Linked DNA regions of Drosophila melanogaster: region 2 is linked to region 1. The links are chromatin contacts, called in public targeted proximity ligation maps. All regions are on one chromosome and are shown on one strand. The core of a region is the stretch at or near the end of the contact, and the rest is flanking DNA. Distances in the headings are between cores, read along the strand shown. Region 1 holds the start of lncRNA:CR44868 (long non-coding RNA:CR44868). Region 2 holds the start of beat-Ic (beaten path Ic).

Evidence for each region.
Region 2: a contact with region 1 is called in a targeted proximity ligation map of the Kc167 cell line, with 1.8 times the contacts expected there. A contact is called at or near these places in 4 of 107 Hi-C or Micro-C datasets (the Clone 8 cell line, the Kc167 cell line and embryo) and 2 of 7 datasets of targeted methods (both in the Kc167 cell line).

Annotation. Positions count from the first base shown.
Region 1 is chr2L:15,910,612-15,915,525 of dm6, forward strand. It overlaps lncRNA:CR44868 (long non-coding RNA:CR44868), which reads left to right and starts at 1,947. Exons shown (of 1, transcript NR_124298.1): 1 at 1,947-2,498. All of the region lies in intron 2 of beat-Ib (beaten path Ib), which reads right to left. lncRNA:CR44867 (long non-coding RNA:CR44867) reads left to right here and starts at 1,080. Exons shown (of 1, transcript NR_124297.1): 1 at 1,080-1,451.
Region 2 is chr2L:15,997,503-16,002,416 of dm6, forward strand. It overlaps beat-Ic (beaten path Ic), which reads left to right and starts at 2,789. Exons shown (of 8, transcript NM_001299041.1): 1 at 2,789-3,752. It overlaps lncRNA:CR43825 (long non-coding RNA:CR43825), which reads left to right and starts at 4,283. Exons shown (of 3, transcript NR_073787.1): 1 at 4,283-4,374; 2 at 4,427-4,637; 3 at 4,694-4,899.

The DNA of each region.
Region 1 (4,914 bases), core at 697-3,196:
CTATTTTGCGAATATTATTTAATAAGATGCTGCCTCGCAATAGTAGCCGCTTTACAAATTTGTAATCTAAGTTGCCCAGCTCATTATAATCGTCGTTTTTTTATTGTATCGTTAATTACTTGCAAAAAATGTCCGTCTTGCAGATTATTTTTCCTCTTATCTAAAGCAATGTTAACAATCTTAAAGTCCATGTTGCTTGCATCTGATTTCACGAAATCCCTTGTCGCTGCTCCAGACCGATTTGCCACTTGAGTGCTGCATTAAAGCCAGCATTACAAGCGACCTGCTCCGGACGTCGCTTACACGTCGCCCCACCCAGTACACAATCATTGTTTAAGTTTTGACACAAATAAAAACAACAAAACACAGAGAAACCAAAAAGCCAGCGACTGGAAAACGAGGCCACCAGAAGCGAACGGCCAACTGGAACTGAAGTGCGAGCCACTTGGCATTATGTTGGCCTGTTACTCGCTGCCCCTATATTATCGATCATGATTTGAAAGCGAAAGTGAAGGCGGTGGAGGCGTAGAGCCCAACAAACTCATCCGCCGACGTACAGTGTCATTCATATGTATAAATATAATTTGACAAATTTGTACGGATGTTTCAAATAATAACAAACAACAAAACAAGGTATATGGATATGTGATGTGCAGATATATCAAGTTTTTAAAAATCTGGGAGATATTAAATTTCCGCAAGATTTTGTTCTATAAAACAATCTCATCGAGTGCGAATGTTTTTTCATTGATTGCGTCCACTGTACATGGCAGATACAGATACATTTGCAGATACGAACGCAGTGTGGATTCAGATACATTTCGTTCACTAGCGCTGTCTGTTCGCCTGGTCGTCGAGCAAAGCCGGCTATCGATTTCTACATAAAAAACGAAAGTGAATTTCATCCGGACGGCTGCGCGTTGGATGCTCTTCGCTGACCCACTTTTTTGGGCGCGTTCGCTGACCCCGATTGGCCCAAGGTTCAACGCTCCAAGTTGAGTGGCCGCCAACGGTGTCATGTTCAGGGCCCGTCCCTGACCCATCGAGGGCCCCAGCAGCACAAGCAGCACAAGCAGCACCACCAAAACCACTGGCACCCACCGATCGACGATTGAAAGAAAAATCAGACGCCTGTTGCGCCTACCAGGCGATCAGACAACTCAGCGCGTGACGCTGTAGAAACGGTGCTTTCTTTTTCGACGGGTCAACGAACCCGGGCTCCAAATTTCGGAGATCGTTGACCGCCCCGGTGGTGGGAGAGTAAGAGAGACGGCAGTTGGTGGTGAGAGAGAAACAGCGAGCGAACTGCGAACGGAACAAGTCTGAGTGAGAGGGTGAGTGGAATAAGAGAGGGAGACAAGTTGCTCGTGTTCAGCGGCAGAGAGACCGCTGACACACTTACACTTTTGATTGCCTCTGCAATCAGTTTCACAGTACGCACTAGATAGGGGAAAAATATATTCTCACTTTCTCAGTAAATTAAATTTTGGAATTATTATACATATTATAAGTAAATAAAGTAAAAAGCAGTTTTAAAAATAACGGTTAGCTTACCGCATTTTTAATTATAATTGTATTACAATTTCACTGTAGAATTTGAATTTGTATTGTATTTTCGATTCCATAACTAAGAATTGTGCTCATCATATCGAAGTTTTCCTGTAGCTTATGGCATGGTAGCAACAGTGAACTTAGTATTATATTTACCGAGCAACAAATTGTTATTCCGAACCGTAAAATGCATGACTACATCTCAGCTGCTAAACATCATTAATGGGTAGCTTGTCGTTTTCCATAGAAAACGCTCGAAAAGCAAGAGCGGCACTGGAAATGTTTATAAACTTTAATGATCGCATACCCCTCCTCACGCGAAAAAACATTATTTTTTTGTTAAATACGAAATTATAAACTTTTCATACCAAGCGACCAGAAACCATTTGAAAGTCGTTTGTCGAGTGCATCTCGCACGCTCCACTCGAGTGAATAAGTGCCAAGGTTGAATTTGACTTGTGTAACCGAGCTATGGAGCAGAGTGGCCGCAGCGGAGGGGCAGAGACCCCGCTCACAAGCTGTGACACACACAGCTGGAAAGAGATCGAGAATGATGTCGTCACTAGCCCTAGAATTTCCAAGTTCCCGAATCAGCCGTTGGGCAATAGCTTCAGATACATTTTGTATCCGGGGAGCCTAGGAAAGCACTTTCCGTTTGTATCGCCGCTCTTCCACGCTGACCATTTATCCAAAATCCCAGGCGTTCAGTGATCTGGTGGAAGTACTTACGTTATGGATAAATTTGATTTTTACTGTGCACTTGGAGAAAACAATTAGTTAAGAACTCAAACAAAATTAAGCTTTAAAGCAACGATTTCAATTTTTTCGTTGCCTAATAGGTACAACTAAAAACTGTATATTATAACTTGTTCCTAATAATATTCCGTTAATAATAAAAAACTAAAAAAGCAGGCATGCGTGTATAAGCTTTAAACTAACCAATTTACAAAAATATATTGTTTAAAAAAACTGAAATCTTGTTTTCTTTGTGTTTTACAATATAGTCGACAGATATCTTTTAAAAATTGCATACATTTTTTCAATAAATGTACATACATATGTATGTATATATATATATATATGTAATGTGAATAAGTCAGATTACGACTTAAAAATAAAAATAGTTTCTTTCAGTGCTTATATGTTTAGGCAAATTAGTCTAAAGCTTTGTGAGAGTGCCAATAAGCAAATTACCCCAGTCCCAGACCCCCCCATTGGTATAAAAAGCAAACAGACGAATACATATACGTATGCATATATTATTTCAATACACGTGCGCACACAATCATTATCTGAACACAAACCCATATCTGTATGTGAACGAGCGTATGTAGCTGTGTGGGTTCAGTCATAATGCCACTTATCAGTGGGTAGACGTCGCCATGCTTTTAAACGCTGCTCGCCTATTCGAATTAGTACAAAATAATACCGTATTTCCTAGAAGCTTACGGATTCACCGTTACGCCGTAGTCTCCCAGTGGATGTGAGAGGGACGGCATAAAGCGAGGAGAGCAACAACAAAAGGGCAATTTAGTACGCTTTTCGTATATACGTGCGTTTGTACATATTACGCATACGCTCCGTTGCCTCGATCATAAACAAGTACCGGTCGGCGCCAATGGGTGTAAATGTTTTTATTTTGTTTATATCAAAATTTAACAACAATTCGGATGGAAAAGTTTAAAACATTTTAAATAGTTTGCTTATAGAACAGGCGACCAGCACATTGAAATAGCATTCGGTTGCACCGAAAAAGCAAAATAGGCACCCGGTCAACGAATTGAATTTCACGTTCTCGTCGCTGTTTCGGCTTTTTTAGTAAAAGTTATGCGTCATCAGTTCCGAGAACTCAGCAAAAGCTGGAAATGATAAGCAAGCGATTGTGGATCGATCGTCACCAGCTGCTTATGCTATACCCGATCCAGACCCGTTTTTGTTTCGGTTCCCACTAAGCGAACGGTTATTAATTGTTTGCGTTTTAATTAAAGTAGAGTGAAAGTATGGCAAAATTCTGTCATTTATTTATAGCATGAATTGTGTGCTGGAAGAAAATATCTTCTGTGAAAAATATACTTGAAATTCTTAATATGTTCTTTAGACATATAAAGTATTACATTAAAACTATAGTTTGTATGAATACTTGATTAGTTTACTTCCTAAACAATATATTTAGGAATCGAATTGCCAAATCTCGCTAGCTTTCTGGGTTTTCTTGTGAGAATGTGCATACATTTAGCCCAGATATGAAACTCTTCAAACAAGTTTAAACTCAATGTCTATACAATGCGTTTGCAAGTAAAGTGATTTCTTATTTTATTGAATTTACAAATGCAGACAGCTTTTCTGGTGAAAATAAAACACATTGACCGGAATAAGTTGACTGACAGCCGCCTCTGGCATCGCGACTCTCCCACGATATTTCTGCAAAAATCACGTGTAAGCCGAACGAGCCTGCAGCTCATAGTCGACGAAGGTGAGACACCACCGTCAGTTGCCCTCAACCTCAACCTCGGCTTCGTCCTCACCCGCAAGCCTGTCCTCGACATCCGCATTGCTCGAGGGCTACTTTACACGGTGTCAGACGGGTTGGTCCTGCTGCCTGTTGCACTTTTTGCACATAATCACGTCACATAAACGGACGACAGGCCAGGATATGAACAACAAGCTGCCGCTCCCTTTCATCCTGGCGACATGTGACGCTTGGCTTTAGATGGCCGCAAACAAAAAAAAAAAAAAAGGGGGGTAAAAATAAAAATGGAAAGCAAGGGGAAACAGGGCCAGGAGTCCTGGGACCTTCCAACTTATTTCCCGACAGCCTGCTTCTTTCTCGCCGGGCTTTTCACTTTATGTTTATGTTGTGTGTTGTGGGCTGTGACGTTGGCCACTGACACTTTGCTCCTGCCGCTGCTCTTCCTTTAGCTTTTCCGGATCCTGTCGCCTGTCTCGTACTTTTCGCAAGCGGATGCGACCAGGACACCTGGACACGCCGGGTGTTAAAATAACAGGCACCGAACATATTGACTTTTAAAATAAGCATTATGGCGGTAAATTTTTATGAAGCCCCTCCCTGTCACTCCTTTTCGGATCCTTGGGATCCTGCCGCTGTGTGCGCCGGACAGCTGAGTGATTTATATATATTGTTTAATATTATTACAGCTGGCAGGTGGCCATTCGAACCCGCTTTCGTCTGGGCCCCGTTCCGGCCGACGGATGTGCAAAATGCGAAAAATTGAGCACATTACAAGCTCGAACTCCGACTCCTTATCCGTATCTGTGTCCATGTCCATGTTCATGTCCAGATCCTTGTCCATGTCCACGTGTGGTCGGCAATAATTGTTAAAGTGTGCGGTTGGTTGGGACAGG
Region 2 (4,914 bases), core at 1,539-4,038, 88 kb after region 1:
ATGGAGGCTCCTTGGCCTGGCCTAATTGAATTTTCACTAATCCAATAGATTAAGAAGCAGCAGCAAGAGTTGCTCCGTAGTTGCTTGTAATGCAATGCAAAAACAATAACAAAATTATGCTGGCCAACAGAAGGAGCCGCTGACAAGTCTAAGGACATCCTAAGAGACTCCCAGGATGACCTCAAAAGTGCAGGGCAAGTTGCGAAAAACAGTCGACTCTTGGTCCCTAAGAAGAGGCTTAGTTTTCCCTTACCATGCACTGTCTTTGTTTGTTATGTTTTTCAATTACAAAAATTTAATTAGCTGCGAAAAGAGAACGACTTCTCCGTGGTAAATTTAAATCATGCATAAATTAGGAAATTTCCGCATTCCCACGTTTACTTAGCGGCACATTGGGCGCCACAATTAATTATATGTTGACATGACATTTATTTGACTTGCATAAATTAGTCAATTAGTTGATGAACGTTAATAAAGTTTATGGTGAACCGCTAGGAAAGGTGTAAGCGGGTTTATTAGTTGCGTTCTGGTTCATTGGGAAAAAGAGACACAATTCTTAGGACTCAACTTAGTTGAAAGAACATCTATCATAATTTTTTTTCTTTTTTATATATGGTCACATATATGGTCAATTCTTACTTGTTATACTCCACATTTTTAGCCACATTTAAAGACTAAGATAAATGATAATATTTACTCAAAAGTTCACATTGTTTCAAAAGCAATCGAATTCACCTTATTCACTTTACTCAAAGTCTCCCACTTGACCATTTGGCAGTGGTTCCTACTGCTGTCAGCAGATAGAAAATTTCTTGAAGGGCAAGAAAAGTGGAGAGGAGGTCCTGGAAAGATCTTGATGGTTGTAGGTTGTGTGCTCGCCGAACATTTTATCGCCTGCACTCAACGAAAAGGTGAATGACGATGGACGCACCAAATTTTCGACACATTGTGGCGTCCGTCTCTGTGTGAGTATGTGAGATGCACATGGCGTATACGCAATAAAAGAGCGACACTCAAAGCCGTGGTTATCAGAGGAGCTTTCCCCGGCCCTCATGCTTGTCGTCATTAGATTAGAGTGGAGCAAGCCCAGCGGAAGAGAGATAGAGATGAATGAGTGACAGAGAGGGAGGGAACACACAGCGAAATGTCATAGTAAAAAAAAAAATTAATTAGATGCGAAAATTATAATGATTCCTAAATAATAGGGCGATGAATAAAATTTGCTTCCGAGTTTATTTTATTTAACCTTTACAATTTTAATCTATTCTTTAAAGTGAAATATAAGTTTCATATAAGAGAACGAATAATTCAAAAATATTGCAATGTGAGTCAATCAACACTCTTTAAGATCAAAAATACTTGTTTTATCAACGATTTTGTTCGTATGCTTTTTGCTAAGTGCACGAATTTCATGCACACATCGAGGAGACAAAAATTAAACTATGGGGCGTTGCCTTGCTAGGATGTGCGTTAAATTGTAAAACACGAGGGGCTGTGTGGTGCGAGTTTTTACTGGGGAGGGGACTGTGGGGCAAAGGGGCAAAGGGGCAAAAGGACTGCGCCCAGCTGGCCAGTGTTATCCTGGCTGTCATGCTGTGGCCAGTTCTCGTTTATTTTGCGTATTAGACGCTGCTATTTTGTGCTTATTGTCGCCATGGTCCTCTCTGTCTGGCAGCCATGTCCTGCCGTGTCCTGTTATTTTTCGCTTGTTTGGTTCCTTCGGTGCCATTGTCAGCTCATTTGTAATTTTTGGCACAACGATTTCAAATTAAGCAACCGGAAATGAGCTGACATTTTGTATTCTGTTTCCCATTTGCTGTTCGTTCGTTTCGCTTTGAAATGCTCGCATTCGGTAGTGCGCAGCTTAACGGCACTTTAGCGGTTATTCGTCAGGATCGAGATCCATAGGGGCAATCATCATCGTATCCGCTTGGCCGTCGTCGTTATCATCTCCAAACACCCCACACACTCCTCCGCCTGCTGCCTTTCAAGTTATCTTGTCTATTATGACAATATTAATATTTACATTTTACAGTTATTGTCTAGCCAAAGCTTTCTCACACAGGATATCCACCACCATGGATATATGTATGTATATCAAATATATGTGTCTACATATAGATTCGTGTTCTCATGTATCCTTTCTATTTTGTTTGCTGCCAGTGCTGCTTGTCATGTTTGCTGGCTCGTATGCATTTGGTATTTTCTTGTTTATTGCTTTATGTTTCAACCGCTGCTGCTCTATTTTCCACCCGTCCTACAGTTTTCTCCATGGATACTGCATCTTGTCAATATGGTTTCCATTTTGCATGTTGTGCATTAGTTCCGTTTGTTGTTGACCACTTTAGTCGCTGTCTCCTAAGGTTCAGGCTTCAGTTTCTCCTTTTCATGGATGCCACGCCAGTAAATTTTAATTCTCGATTTATTTAAATTTCATTTAAAAGAGATTCAATTTATATTCAATTTCAATGCAGGACTTCATTTTATTTACTAGCTGCGTACAACTAATCGTACCGTTTAGTGTAATAGCCATTAAGATTTTTGTTAGACCTTAGTTTAAAGAAAAGGTTAGGAGAACACGAATTAGTATTAATAGTAAATAAATATGTTGATGTTATTATAATAATTAAACGGGGATTCCTGTTTCCTGAGAATTACATTACCCAATGTAAGTTTACAGAGTCTGTTAAGTTATCAGTTAAATAAATCCCAATGAATCCCTGTTAACAAGCAACTCACTTTTCGAACACGAAAGCTTTTCATCAACGAAACACAACCTCTCTTTTAGCTGCTTTCTCCCGCACTCTCTGAAATTTCCCCAGCCTCGGCTCGTGTTTCGTCAAGTGCCGAGTGGCTCAGCTCTTTATTCTGTGCTCTCGCTGGCAGGACACGAGTACGTACAGCCGAATTCCTTCGATTCCAGCTTCTACTTAACAGCATCGGCATCGGGTCCTTCAGCAGCAGCTGCTGTTGTTGGGATTCCGGCGAGGGCCGACAGCTTCCTGCCGCTGATGCTTCAGTTACGTTGATAATGTCAAATCGTTTGGTTCGCTCTGCTGTCGCCATCGCCCACGGGTGCAACCACAACAACAGTGCCAACGACGAGGGCCAGCGAGCTAATAAATTTTAATAAAATCCCCATCACAACAAAGAATAAACAACAGCGCAACCAGACAACACAAAAAATTCGTATAACAAAAATTGCGAAAGAATCTGCAGTTCGGCGGGCCAAGCAAATGCCCGCTAAAAAAAAGTGTCAGAATTTGTGAAAATTAATATTTCACCAGAGATTTGAGTGTTTCCAAAACAAACAAAAAAAAACCCGAACACTGCAAACAGGACAAACTTTTTCGTTTCGCCAAACTTTTATTTCGTACACACTTTTTTGGTCCTACGCGATTTGCTCGCGAAAATTATGAAAAATATGTGAGAAATGTGCAAAATCCGCAAAATACTAAAGTAAGGGCATAGGTCAAGCCCTATTCTCCAGTGCGGGATATATATTCTGGACGGGCCAAAAATCCCCTGACGTTGTCCTTTCAGTAAACCAAACCCACCCACCGCCCATCTAGTGTCATGTGTATGTGCGAAAAGAAAAGCAGCCAAGTTGAGTGTGTGTGCGCCTGGGTGTGGGAAGTCGTGTAACGTGCTAAAATAAGTTAATTTATTGCCGGCACAACAACAATCACAACACACAAAGACAACAACTGCCGGCAGTCATAACATTTGTGTTGTTCACCAGTTACCCAAAGGTGAGTTACTTTCAGTTGAGCGTTCCGACTGGGTGATGATGATATCTGTATCTGTGATTTTGCTCCGGCTTTTTGTTGGGACTCTTAAAATATAATTTACGGTCATGTAGGCTGTGGATTTTGCAAAACCAAGCAGATTTTTGGCAGGAGAAATATGTTTCGGCAGTGCGATTACACACAAATAAAATAAAAAATAAATTTCTAGATTAGCTTTGAAAATTAGGATTCATTAAACAAAAAAAACTCCAAAGAATGAATGACCATGTAGTTCTAATCTTTTGTCCAGATTACTGTAACCAATCATTTAAGAAGCAAACTGATTTTGTGCCGTAAAAGACGCTTTAAGCTAATTACTCATGCTGTAATAATCTGCATTAGACATAATTCGATTTGCTTGACACTTCGTAATAACTAATTTATCCAAGTAGATGAATAGCTCAGAATAATGAAAGGACTTGTGCCGTAAGTCACTTTACAATTAGGTGTTTGTAAAATTAATTAACATTATAGAATTTTAGTAGTGGATATAATAGTTCTGTGTCGCCCTTTACCGACTCAGCAAAGGCAATTTCCCATTGTGAAAAACAATGGATGTACCGCTATTAAAAATTCAGTTGACCCAGTATGTTGATATTTACATTTGAACAATACATTTCTGAGTGAAACAATTTTAGCCCATATTTGATGGTAACTTTTGGATAATAACCAGGTGGTTAAAATATCAGAATACAAACCCGTTCAAATGCTTTCGAGAACATTATTCACCGGATATGCCTCTGGCGACTCGACAAAGTGTTTTTGTGGAAACCGACAATAAAAATTATGCCGTTCATTTAACTTGTTTGGGCGGAGATTCGTCTGAAGAAAGTGATGGAATGGCCAATTGTAAGTGAAAAGAAAATGTAAAATATTCATTCAGATCTTGTTAATTTGTTGCATAGATTTGGTTCAGACCTACGCCACTGAAAAAAGGCCATCAGTTAGAATTATGAAGAAAATTTTGCAGGCGCACAAAAGGCACGGCTTGGAGTTGAAGTTTCTAAAATATTGCGTGTAAATATATTGGAAAAAATTATTTATTCCCATTGAAAAGTGGTCTGTAGCCAATAACTAGACTAAGAAATATCATGCTAATTGAAAATTTTTATCAGACCATTTGCGT